Regions from separate parts of the Mus musculus genome. Here all the other regions are linked to region 1. A link is a contact called in public Hi-C and promoter capture Hi-C data. All regions are on one chromosome and are shown on one strand. Each heading gives the region's core, a stretch centred on a gene start, on an enhancer-like site or on the middle of the called end of the contact. The rest is flanking DNA. Distances are from core to core; before and after follow the strand shown.

Region 1 (3,601 bases), core at 679-3,178:
AGAAAATAGCTACATTGTGAATAAAATTGCAACATTTCAACTAAAAAATCTCTTCTCTCCTGTGCTTGGAGTTTACTCCACTTTGGGATGATCTTTCTATTATTTCTGGCTTAGTCTGTATTGTCACTTGAGATATATGACACTTATCTAATTGCTTTTACTGACTGCATTCAAGCAGGATATGCACCATAAACATATAATTAGCTGTACTATTTATAATTGTAGTCGATAGCCCGTGTCTTGAATGAGTGGTTTATTGGATAAACGACCCTCTTTGGTGCCTGGGCCCGGCCTGGCCTTTGGAGTTTGGAGCTGAGGTGGAAGAGTTGATAGAAGCCCAAAGACTGACGGCCTCCAGCCTTGTCATTCTCCCTGACTGCTGGGGGCTGGAAGCTGACGGCTTCTGGAAACTTAACACTCTCGTACTTATTCTGTGGCTGAAAACTGCTGGCTTCTTTTCTCTTCAACTCTCTGTGCTTAAAGAAGCACTGGGGAAACTTAACACTTTGTGCTTAAATAAACTCTGGGGGAATCTTAACTCTTTGTTATTATTCTGTGCCTTCCACAAGCACTAAAAAAACAAAAACAAAAACAAAAACAAAAAAACAAACAAACCAAAAAACCAAAAAACAAAACCAAAAAAAAAACCCCAAAACAAACAAACAAACAAACTTGACTCTTAATGCTTAAATAAACACCGGGAAATTACAAAAAGGATTTCTTGCTGCTGCTCCTTTCTCGGGCAAGTCAGCTAGAAGCCTCTGAGAGGCTCAGAGCTCGTTAACACTTTTTGAACCAGAAAGAAAAGAAAAGAAAAAAGAAAAAAGGAAAGGAAAGGAAAGGAAAGGAAAGGAAAGGAAAGGAAAGGAAAGGAAAGAAAAGAGAAAAGGGAAAGAAGTCACTCACACAGAGAACACACACACACACACACACACACACACACACACACTTTGGGTGAAGTGGAAAACAGCTACACCACCTTTCTTTATTGCTATCAGCCTTTTTATAGCGTTTTAGACAAAAAGTTCTCTATGTAAGAAAGAATTACTTTATAGATAAAATGTTCCATAAAAAGGGAGTTTCAGAAAGGTATGAAGAACAAGTTCAAAGCAGTGTTTCCTTCTCTAAGCTCATTCTAAGTTCCAACAACAGGTTTTACATGGGCTTGCCTTATCGTGTGCACACCTGTGGCTTCATCCTTGGAACTGAAGGTTTCCTTGAACACAAAGTTGTCCCAAGCCTATATCTTTCTTTAGTGTAATTATGAAAGCTCACTGCATATCGTCTTATGCAGCATTTACTGACTAACCTGAGAGAAAAGTCCATTGCCCCGACCCCCACCCCCGAATAAATGGCTGGGGCATCCATCTAAGGCTGCAGCAGTGTGTGGATTGTTGACTCTGTATGAGGCGACTACAGAGAGCTCCAGAGAGGCTCCGTCCTCAAGCCCCAGGCAGACAGCTACAGCCAGGGGCAGCACCCCAGCCCAGAGCTGGGACTTGGGCAGCGCCAGGGTCGGATTCACTCAGCCTAGAGATGGACAGGGGACCCTGGAGTGCAACTGCCTGTACGGTAGTTTTTTTGTTTTTTGTTTTTGTTTTGTTTTGTTTTGTTTTGTTTTGTTTTGTTTTGTTTTGTTTTGTTTTGCAGAGACAGTGAGCTGATGTGGGTATCTATGCCCAAAGGAGCCTTTCTGTGTTCGCTTCCCCACATCCTCCTTGTCTACACAGGACACAGGACAGCCAGACCAGGTCTCCTGACTGCTTGCGCTGCAGGCTGCCTGAGATCAGTACACATGCTGCCAGCTACAACCCAAACAAAAGACAGAAAGCTGGCTCCAAAGCACAGAAGCCTTAGGTCTTTCCACAGTCAGCCCTTCCTCGCGAATAAAAGAATCACAGAGGACTGCAGTGTCCCGAATCAAACAGCAGAGGGAGACAGAGGTACAAAAAGCTCTGGATCATTGCTGAACGAACAGCTTGCTTCAAGGCTGGAGCTGCTTAGAATCTTAACATTATCTCAAGATAATAAATGTGACTTGGATCTCTGAGTTCTAATGATGGGGTTGTGGGCAGCTTCAATTACTCTGACAAAACACTTTCTGTAATTACAGGATCTTGTGGTACCAGAAGCACCTGAGCTAGAAGGCACAGCCCTGAGACATTGTATTCTGCTTCTGTTCTTTGGCGGTCATCGTAGGAGTCGTTAGGTTTTACAGCCAGGGGTTTCCCAAAATTCTCCTCCTTCACTGTCCGCTGGCCTTCAACTCTAAGTGTTCCCTTCCACATGGAGGGACCCTACCCAATGTCCTTGCCTGCGGGTCAGAAAACTCAAATGGCCATCTAGGCTAAGGCCACCTTCCTGCTCAGAATTTGCTTTCGGGTTGCTACAAAACTTGAGGTCCTGAAGATCCCAACAGTGCGGCAAAGCCAGTTTTACCCGACTTGAGCCTGCGCAGGCGGACTGCTCTTGTGTCCATCGAAGACCTGGCAACAAAACGTGCCTGGATTCCAGCCAATCAGGGTGTGGGGGTGGTGTCAGGGCGCTGCCCGGGCGGGGTGTTGGGCGGGGCAGAGTTGCGTGCCTGTTGGTCTCTGTCGCAGCAGGCAGGTGATTTCCCTGTCTTGGCTCCTGGCGGCTTCGCATTTTCTCTCAGATCAGCCAGACTGGGGTCTGACTCTAAATGCTGGGAAGTTTTCCAGAACCTTGCAGTGCTGGCTACAACTCTGCATGTGCTCCGTGTGCAAGGTTCCCCTAAGCTGTACGTGTACTCAGCTCTGCAAGCTGGCTTTAAACTCACAGAGATTGTTTTCCTTCCAAGGGCTGGCATTACAGGCTGTGCCACCATGCGCAGCTTATTACTTTTAAAAAATTCTTATTTTTATTTTACGTGTATATGTGAGTGTCTATATATTTGTGAGTGTTCCGTGTTGTGTGCCTGGTGCCTGTGGAGGCCAGAAAGTGTTGAGTCCCCTGGACCTGGACTTACAAGCAGCTGGGAACTGCTATGTGGGTGCTGGGAACTGAACCCTTGTCTTCTGCAGGAGCAGCCAGTGCTCACAACCTCTGAGCCATCTAGTATGTAGCCTAGGATGGCCTGGGAATTGGCTATGTAGACCAACTGGCCTCTAACTCACAGAGATCCGTGTACCTCTACCTCACCAGCTGTGCGTGTGTTTATCTTAAGTCATTTATTTACTCTATGTGTATATGTGGGTGCCTGCGTGTATGCATTTGCATGAGGTGCATGCAATGCCAAAGGAAATCAGAAGAGAGTATTGGATCCCTTGGGACTGGAGTGATAGGTAACGTTGTGAGCTACTGTGTGGGTGCTAGGGACCAAACGTGGGCTCTCTGAAAGAGCAGTGCATTCTCTTAATGGCAGACACCATGCAGGAAGAGCTCCAGTGGGCAAGTGAGCTTCCTGGAGATGACCCACCATTTGGCATGGCTGGGATGGGTGTACCTTGTCCCATGACTGCTTCTTGCTCCTGCTGTGCCTTCTCCTGTTTGTCCTTGCTGTACTCCCCCAGGGACGAGGCCATAAGTCTCAGTGCACACCATGGTAAGTAAAGTAAGGAGTGGGTAATTCTAATATGAG
Region 2 (3,601 bases), core at 484-2,983, 110 kb before region 1:
CATACATGAAGTACTTCCCATGTACACATACAAAACATAGAGGTTTTAAAAAAAAAAACCCAGCGTAAAAATGATTATTAGGGGCTGAGGCTATAGCTGAGTTGGCAGAGTGCTTGCTTAGACGCATGAAGTCCTCAGTTTGACTCTCCGCACATATGCCAGCTGTGGTGGCACATGCCCATGACCCTAGCACATGACAACATGAAGCAAAGGAGGGCCAAAGGATGCCAAAGTAGGCAAAACCTTCCTACACATAGATCAATCTTGAGTAAGAGTTTGTTCTGGGCAATGTACTGATAGTCTCATTCATATGAGAAATATTACTTATTTAATTTTAAAAACCATCTACTTACTTGTTTATCTATCTATCTATCTATCTATCTATCTATCTATCTGTCTATCTATTCTTTATGTGTACTGGTGTTCTGCATGTCTGTGAGAGGCTGCCAGATACCCTGGAACCAGAGTTACAGATGGCTGTGAGCTGCCATGTGGGTGCTGGAAAATGAACTCAGGCCCCGTGGAAGAGCAGCCACTGTGCTTAACCACTGAGCCGTATTTATTTAATTCTTAAAAATAAAAGCTTTTTTAAAAAATGTAATTATTTTGTATATATAGGTGTTTGCCTGCATGTTTGTGCACCATGTGTATGCAGTGTCCCTGGAAGCCAGAGGAGGGGGTTGGCTCCTCTCTGGGACTGGAGTGACAGATGGTTGTGACCCACTATGTGGGTACCTGGAATCAAAGTCGGGTCCTCTGGAAGAGAAGCCAGTGCTCTTAACCACTACCTACTTATTTCCTGACAGGACCTTACTATATTTTCTGGGCTCTTGTGATCCTCCTGCCTCATCCTCTTAAATGTGGGGATTATAGGAGTATGCCACCATTTTTGTCTTGAAACATACTTTAAAGACTTTCTTCCTTCTGGTTTTTGTTTTTTTTTACTCTGTAGCTCTGACTGTCCTGAAACTCACGATGTAGACCAGGCTGGCCTTGAACTCACAGAGATCTGCCTCCCAAGTACTTGGATGAAAGGCACGTGCCACCAAGCATGGCTATTTGTTATTTTCAAAATTATACTCATTTGTGTATGCCCCCCACGGTGGCTTGTACCATGGTATGAGTGTGACAATCAAAGGTCAGTTTGCAGGGGCTGGCTCTCTCCTTCCACTAGGTATGTCCCCCAAAATTTAACTATCTATGTAGATCTAGATGAATGGATGGATGGGCATGGGGCCTCATGTCGCCCAGGCCCGCCTTAGACCTGCTATAAAGTCAAGGATTTTGGTCCCACTCCTTCCTCTTTCCAAGGGTGCCAACACTGACACTAAGGCCCTGGCTTGCCTGGCCTTGCTCAGTAGTAGGGAGTAAGCCCAAAGCTTCGTGCGTGCATGAAGTACAATCATACTACCAACTAAGCTATCAAGCAGCTTGTGAGGCCCTTTCATTGTAATCTGAGATCAAGATTAATCTGACGATTTAAAGCACACTCTTGTTTTTTACCTCTAGTCACATAAAAAAAAAAAAAAACAATATATAAGACCGACTGAGAACAGTTTTAAATAAGCCGAATTTCTTAAATGAAGACACCAGCTGGGCCAGTTCGGGGCAGTCACTGTAATTAGACACAGGAAAGGCTGTGGGGTAGCAGGAGGGCCAGAGCTGTGAATTCCCCTCCTACGCCTGACTCACACAGATGACCATAAAAGGCAAATCACAGCTCAGAAGACAGGCAGACTCAAGGCACCAACCATCTTTTTTTCCAGTCAATTTTGCAAACTTCATCTGGGGGCCGTACACCGACCGTGCACTGCCTGATAACGTAAGAGCTTCCCTCCAGGACAGAGAAATTGAATCAACAGTGACAGCAGCTGACCCTGCATCTAATCAAAGGCCCATCGGTTATGTAATCACTCACAGTGGCCCTAGGGATATTTCTTTGATGGTAAATGATATCAGTATGAAGAAGAAGAAAAAAAAGAGCTCAGAACTGTTCTTTGAGCTCCTGCCCAATAGACCGAATCCATGTACAGAAGACGTGCCTCCAAACTCAACCAGGACATTTACTGGCTCTATCTCAGGTCTTTGATTTAGGTTTGAATTTGCAGAAGGAAAGGTTATTTCTAAAGCTCTCTTCTTGCTTGATTTAAGTGGCATTTATGACTTCTGCGTGACAGTCTAGAGCAGGGCTTCGTAACTCCAGCATTACTGTCATTTTTATTACTGGGGTGGGGTGTCTTACACACCACAGCAGTTTAACAACCATCTCTGTCTTTTACCTATCAGATGCCAGTAACACTTTTGGAAGTAGTTGTAACAAGCAGAAATGACTCTCTCTAGGTAGGTATGAGGTGCATGCTCTAATCATAACACTGGAGTTCAAGGCCAGCCTAGACTACTTAACGAGATCCCCATCTCTAACGAATAGCAACATAAAGCTTCTAGATACAGCTTTGTTCCCCAGGAGCAAACTGCCAAATTTAGTCACTGCTATTTCCTTAATGTGATTCCCAGGGCACTGCAGGCTTTGTCCTCAACACCCCAAGGACCTCCCCACCTTTTGCCTTCCAGATTAAGACATGCCGATTTTGGATGCGGTTTCCTAGGACAACTGATCGGAAATAATTGTAGTTACCTCTTCTGTGTAAGCCTTGGGAAGAGGCAGTCCAGCGGTGACCTAGAAGATAGGATAGAAAGTCAGCCACGTTTCCTACTCACTGTTGGCACTAAAGTGGTGCTCAGTACACTGACAGGCAAGTGGCTGCACTCCCCAAAGAGTAATGGGCAGCAGTGTGAAGCTGTTTCCTGCTCAACAGGCTTGGAATGTGAGACTGTAGAGCTTCGAGCAGTCAGGTGTTTCTTTGTGATGCGAGATTGGGTGGGGGTAGGGTATGGCACAGATGGATGAATGCCAAGGTAGACAGAAATATGCTGTGGCAGAACACTGATCCCAGGGAATGAAGCACACACCAGTGGAATGGAAGTAAGGGTGAGCATGGGGGGGAAAAAAGACAGCCACCAACCCTGAAAGTCACTACTGATGTCTAAGGTCAGGCCTGTAAGGAGCGTGGTTGCTCGTGCCTTGGCAGAAGGTGGGGTGGTGGGTGGGCTGTGATGTCGGAATAATGAAGAGGGGGAAAACAAGAGCCAGTGTGTGCCTGGACCCCCTACCACTCAGAAGATGGAAGCAGGAATCACTACAAGCTCCTCATCAACGTAGCAGTTAGAGGGCAGCCTGAGCCCAAGAAAAGGGGCTGGGGGCACAACGGCAGACTTTCTTCCTCTGAGGTAGAGCAGACTCAGAGGTATATAAACTCTAAAGCAGTTAGCCCATTGTGTCGCTAGGAGGAAGGGCCTGGGTCCTGATCTAGGGAGCTGGCTCAACCCTACTGTATGGTACACCAAATGGCTCAAGGTTGACTTAGTGGTCACTGTAGGCAACATGGTGATTAAAAAGCGTCTAGCTGGGTCTTCTACTCTCCAGGAAGACTGAGGTCTGCATGTCCAGTCTATGGGGTTGTGACTCTTGAAGGGCCACGTGGAAGAGAAACAGGAAGCAGTGTCCGTCCACGTAACTTCCCACACGTCTGGCTCCAGGGCA
Region 3 (3,601 bases), core at 471-2,970, 110 kb after region 1:
ACTGTCCTTCTGTGAGTGGCAGGTCATCTATTGGTAACAAGTAAGCTTAAAGGCCAAGTGGAGCAAGGGAAGGCAGAGGCAGAGGGGGAGGGGAAGAGACAGACAGACAGATGGACAGATAGACAGACTGATTTACCCAGTGAGTCTAACCTGCTCTGTGGCTTAACCTCTGTCTGACACCCTCAATGCATTGGAATCAGAATGTTTCTCCAGCAATCACCTGAGAATTTATTCCAAGAATAACAGATGAATTGTTAAAGTCTCTGTAGTTCTGCTCCCCACAGACACTGTAACTCAACTGTCACCTTCACTGGTTCGGGAAGCATGTGCCCTTTGCTGATCCTGATGGCTGACCTCTATACATCAGGCCTCACTCATATGGTTCTCAAACCACTCAGACCTTCAGTTAACATCAGGAAACAAGGAAACCTAGTCAGAACGGCGTGGCATGACATGACATCAGCCACCTGGGCAGCTTGTGTGGGACCCACCTCTGCACTTGCCCATGGTTATCCAGGTAGTAGTTGTCATGCATTACCTCTGGACACATGACATATACCCAGAAGAAAAGAAGTCTGGTCTCCTGAGCTGAATTCCAGGACTGATGACCAAAACTGTACTGTTGGGTGCAAAGGAGAAGCCATGCATCCCAAAAGACATTTTTTTCCCCCTATGAAACCAAACAAAATTAGGGTCATGCCTAAGAGCAGCTGTAGAATAGAAGAGTTCTATGACAGGAATCTTGGGTAGAGAGATACAGGGCATGATCAAGGTGAATAAAGTTTTTCTTTCATCTTAACTAGAGGTGGCTCAGAATATAACACTGAAGAACACAGCTCTCCTTCAAGAACCGTCAAAACGAAGGTGACTTGGTGATCATTGCATATAGCAAGCAGAAGCCTTGCTATGTATATGAGAGGCTTTAAATAGCAAATGCATATTTCTGGAATAATTCATGTTCATGCACATGGAGTAATATACCTTTCAGCTCTGTTCTAATGGCAAACAGTATACGGTATGCAAATTATAAAAGCCCAGGTAGGTGTAAGTTAAACGATGCCTCTGTCAATGTGGACAGCGTAACAAAATTAGTAAGGAGAACTAAAACGGTCAATAGTATCCAAACCTGGACCCAAGGAAATACTTAAACCTATAGGCAGTTGTCAGTTGCTGAACGTAATGTACCAAGCTTGTACAATTTTATCCTTTTAAAGAGCTTAATATCTTCATAGTAAAATCATTAATTTCCACGCCCTGATTTGAGGGCACAGACAGGATAGCACATTTTGGAGCCAATTGCTGCTTTGGAGCATTTTTGATGCTGGGAGATTTCTATTTTTCACACAGCATAATCGCATCTCTCTCTCTCTGCCTGGTTTGTCAGAGGTAGGCTGCGGACACCACAAGCATGCTGACGCCAGAGAGAACCCATCCCCCGATGGCTGAGTGCACACACTCCGCAGCCACCATCTCATCGGTGATCTCTATTGTAACCAAAACGAGTGAGCCAGACAGCAAGACACACAGAGATAGCAGGGGCCACCTGGGTCACGGGTGCAGCTGCCGCTGACATGGCACTTACTGTTTATGAGAAAAAACCATTCCTTAGGTTTCAGCGGACGCTCCAAGTTCCCGGCTGCACCTCCACCTCCTGGCCAGGCGGCCCCTCCCCCTGCCCAGCCTGCTCTCTTCATTCACTGGCTCAGCATCTTCCAACCAGGCCCTCCGCAAGGCTCCCCATCGGCCGCGGCAGCGGCACCACCCCAGTTGGCTCCTGGGCACAGGGTAATGCCGGCAAGGAAGGAAGACACCTTTTTCTATGCTCCGCAATTTTTAATCTGTTTTTCCCCTTGCAATAAAGAAACCATGTCTCTCCAGCTCTTTGCTCTCACACACACAGCCTTTGTTCTGACGCTACAGGATTGCAAGGCTGAGGGGAGAAAGTCCCAGCGTTATCTTGGCACCGTGTTATTTATGAAGTGCTATAAAGCCAGGGAGGAAACATTTAGATTGGGAACATGGGAGAAAAGAGATTTCTGGTTTATAATTTCTCCGTGTCACGTTTACAAGCAGCAGTGAAACCTGAAGCCCGAGCTTCAGGTGGGGGTGGGGGTGAGGGTGGGGGGTGGAGGGTGATTTGCTCAGGTCCTGAGGAGACGTTTCCCTAAGGAGCTTTCCTCTTGCCTAAGAACTGGAGCCCTGCCTGAGAAGGCCAGAGTTCATCTTACACTATCCCACTGACGGTTGCACAGGGAGGGACTCCACCTTGCAGTACAAATGGGCCTCAAGATAGAGGAGATTTCAGTTTCTCCCTTCTGGGTTTTCTAAAATGTAGGAAGACGGAAATCCTTCTTTCTCCTATGGCAATGTCTTGGGCTTGTTTCTTTTCCTATTTTGAGACTTTAGCTCCTGTGTTCCTACAACCCACGACTTAACCATTACTCTATTTCACACCTGTGAGATGACGATGACATGACGACGACAATGTAAGCCTTCTATACCAGTGGAACAAGGTGTGCAGGCTTGGCAACATTTTTCCCTAAAACGTGGCACCTGGTTTACTCGCTGCCACAAGCTGAGCTGCTCCTGTGACCTCTGAGTGGGAGACTCTGGCGCTCATTCCCTGACCAAGCACATCCGGGCAATTGCTTCCCATTAGTTGGCTGCATTCCCCTTGGGGAAGCCCTCAACTCCCAGAAGGCACTTCTGCTCCGGAGGGGGAATAGTTGGATTGACAGGAAGGAAAGTAGAACTGGGCAGGGCCACCTCCAGCAGTTCCTTCTCTATACCCAGTGACCTCTATACCCTTCCCGGCACCTGTGCTGGTTGGAGAAAGACAGCTTCCTGACCGGAAGCACTGTTTGGCCTCTCACAGTGACCTTGGGAAGATACAGCTAAGAGGAAGGCCATGAAAAGGGTTAGCCCATTCTACATGGGATGAAAACCATCCATAACCCACGGTTGCCGGGGTAAAACCTGCTGAGCTTAGATGTCATTTTACTTGCTATCAGCATACACGAGACGGGGTTCTCACATTGGTAGAGGGAATGTGAAAAGTATGTTTAATTTCTTTTGCTGTCTTTCCCGGGAGACATGATACTTCTGAATGCACAAGAGCCATCCAGTGTCAACAGGAAGGGACAAGCCTTTGGTTACATGCTACCATCTAGCTGAAGTCTCTCCTTCATACACTAGCATAGGATACTAAGCCCACTCATGATGGTACCATTGAGGAGTATACTCAAGCCAATAGTAGCATTTTCCTTAGAAACTGTAGATAAGCGAAATGAAAGCGATCACTAACGATCCCCTCTCGAAGGAGATTACCAGTGTTAAGTCTTCCAAAGGAGCTTTCAGGGACTAGAAATATCCATTGGATCATTCACCCACACTGATAGAAATAGTCTTTAAAAATGGTCCCAACCCTAGGGCTTAAAAGACAGCTCCGTTGGTAAATTGTCTGTCACACAAGCAAGAATGAGGGTCTGTGTTCAGATCCCCAGCTCCTACATAAGAGCTGAGCATGGTCTTGTTCATACGTGTAACCCTAGCCTGGGGATGGGGGTGTGGAGGCAAGAAGACAGGTGCATTGCAAGATCTC

Evidence for each region. Hi-C and Micro-C count contacts between places; a contact is called where the count stands out from the background. Capture Hi-C pulls out chosen DNA fragments and counts their contacts.
Region 2: a contact with region 1 is called in a promoter capture Hi-C map of adipose tissue. The contact joins two enhancer-like sites. A contact is called at or near these places in 1 of 15 datasets of contacts at CTCF or cohesin (the G1E-ER4 cell line), 7 of 484 Hi-C or Micro-C datasets (the G1E-ER4 cell line, the HL-1 cell line, Sertoli cells and 1 more), 2 of 115 datasets of contacts at active chromatin or transcription factors (embryonic stem cells and epiblast stem cells) and 3 of 9 other capture datasets (adipose tissue, embryonic stem cells and pancreatic islet).
Region 3: a contact with region 1 is called in a Hi-C map of forebrain, with 2.0 times the contacts expected there. The contact joins two enhancer-like sites. A contact is called at or near these places in 4 of 39 promoter capture datasets (frontonasal cranial neural crest, hippocampal neurons, liver and 1 more), 8 of 484 Hi-C or Micro-C datasets (Sertoli cells, cerebellar granule neurons, cerebral cortex and 5 more), 5 of 115 datasets of contacts at active chromatin or transcription factors (acute myeloid leukemia, bone marrow-derived macrophages, embryonic stem cells and 2 more) and 3 of 9 other capture datasets (adipose tissue, liver and pancreatic islet).

What each region holds. Positions count from the first base shown.
Region 1 is chr12:76,195,133-76,198,733 of GRCm38.p6, reverse strand. Tex21 (testis expressed gene 21) reads left to right here. Exons shown (of 10, transcript NM_019784.5): 10 at 1-47. Among named protein-coding and RNA genes, the nearest start is that of Esr2, 20 kb to the right of the region's middle. Within about 2 kb of position 1,928, at least 232 of the 459 cell types and tissues checked have an H3K27ac peak or open chromatin away from gene starts, as enhancers often do. A contact at or near this core is called in Sertoli cells, adipose tissue, cerebellar granule neurons and 4 more, where this site is marked.
Region 2 is chr12:76,306,298-76,309,898 of GRCm38.p6, reverse strand. Mthfd1 (methylenetetrahydrofolate dehydrogenase (NADP+ dependent), methenyltetrahydrofolate cyclohydrolase, formyltetrahydrofolate synthase) reads right to left here. Exons shown (of 28, transcript NM_138745.2): 22 at 2,636-2,677. Gm40443 (a long non-coding RNA gene) reads left to right here. Exons shown (of 3, transcript XR_001780628.2): 3 at 1-58. Among named protein-coding and RNA genes, the nearest start is that of Gm40443, 15 kb to the left of the region's middle. Within about 2 kb of position 1,733, at least 135 of the 459 cell types and tissues checked have an H3K27ac peak or open chromatin away from gene starts, as enhancers often do. A contact at or near this core is called in Sertoli cells and adipose tissue, where this site is marked.
Region 3 is chr12:76,079,965-76,083,565 of GRCm38.p6, reverse strand. All of the region lies in intron 99 of Syne2 (spectrin repeat containing, nuclear envelope 2), which reads right to left. Among named protein-coding and RNA genes, the nearest start is that of Esr2, 95 kb to the left of the region's middle. Within about 2 kb of position 1,720, at least 114 of the 459 cell types and tissues checked have an H3K27ac peak or open chromatin away from gene starts, as enhancers often do. A contact at or near this core is called in Sertoli cells, adipose tissue, cerebellar granule neurons and 4 more, where this site is marked.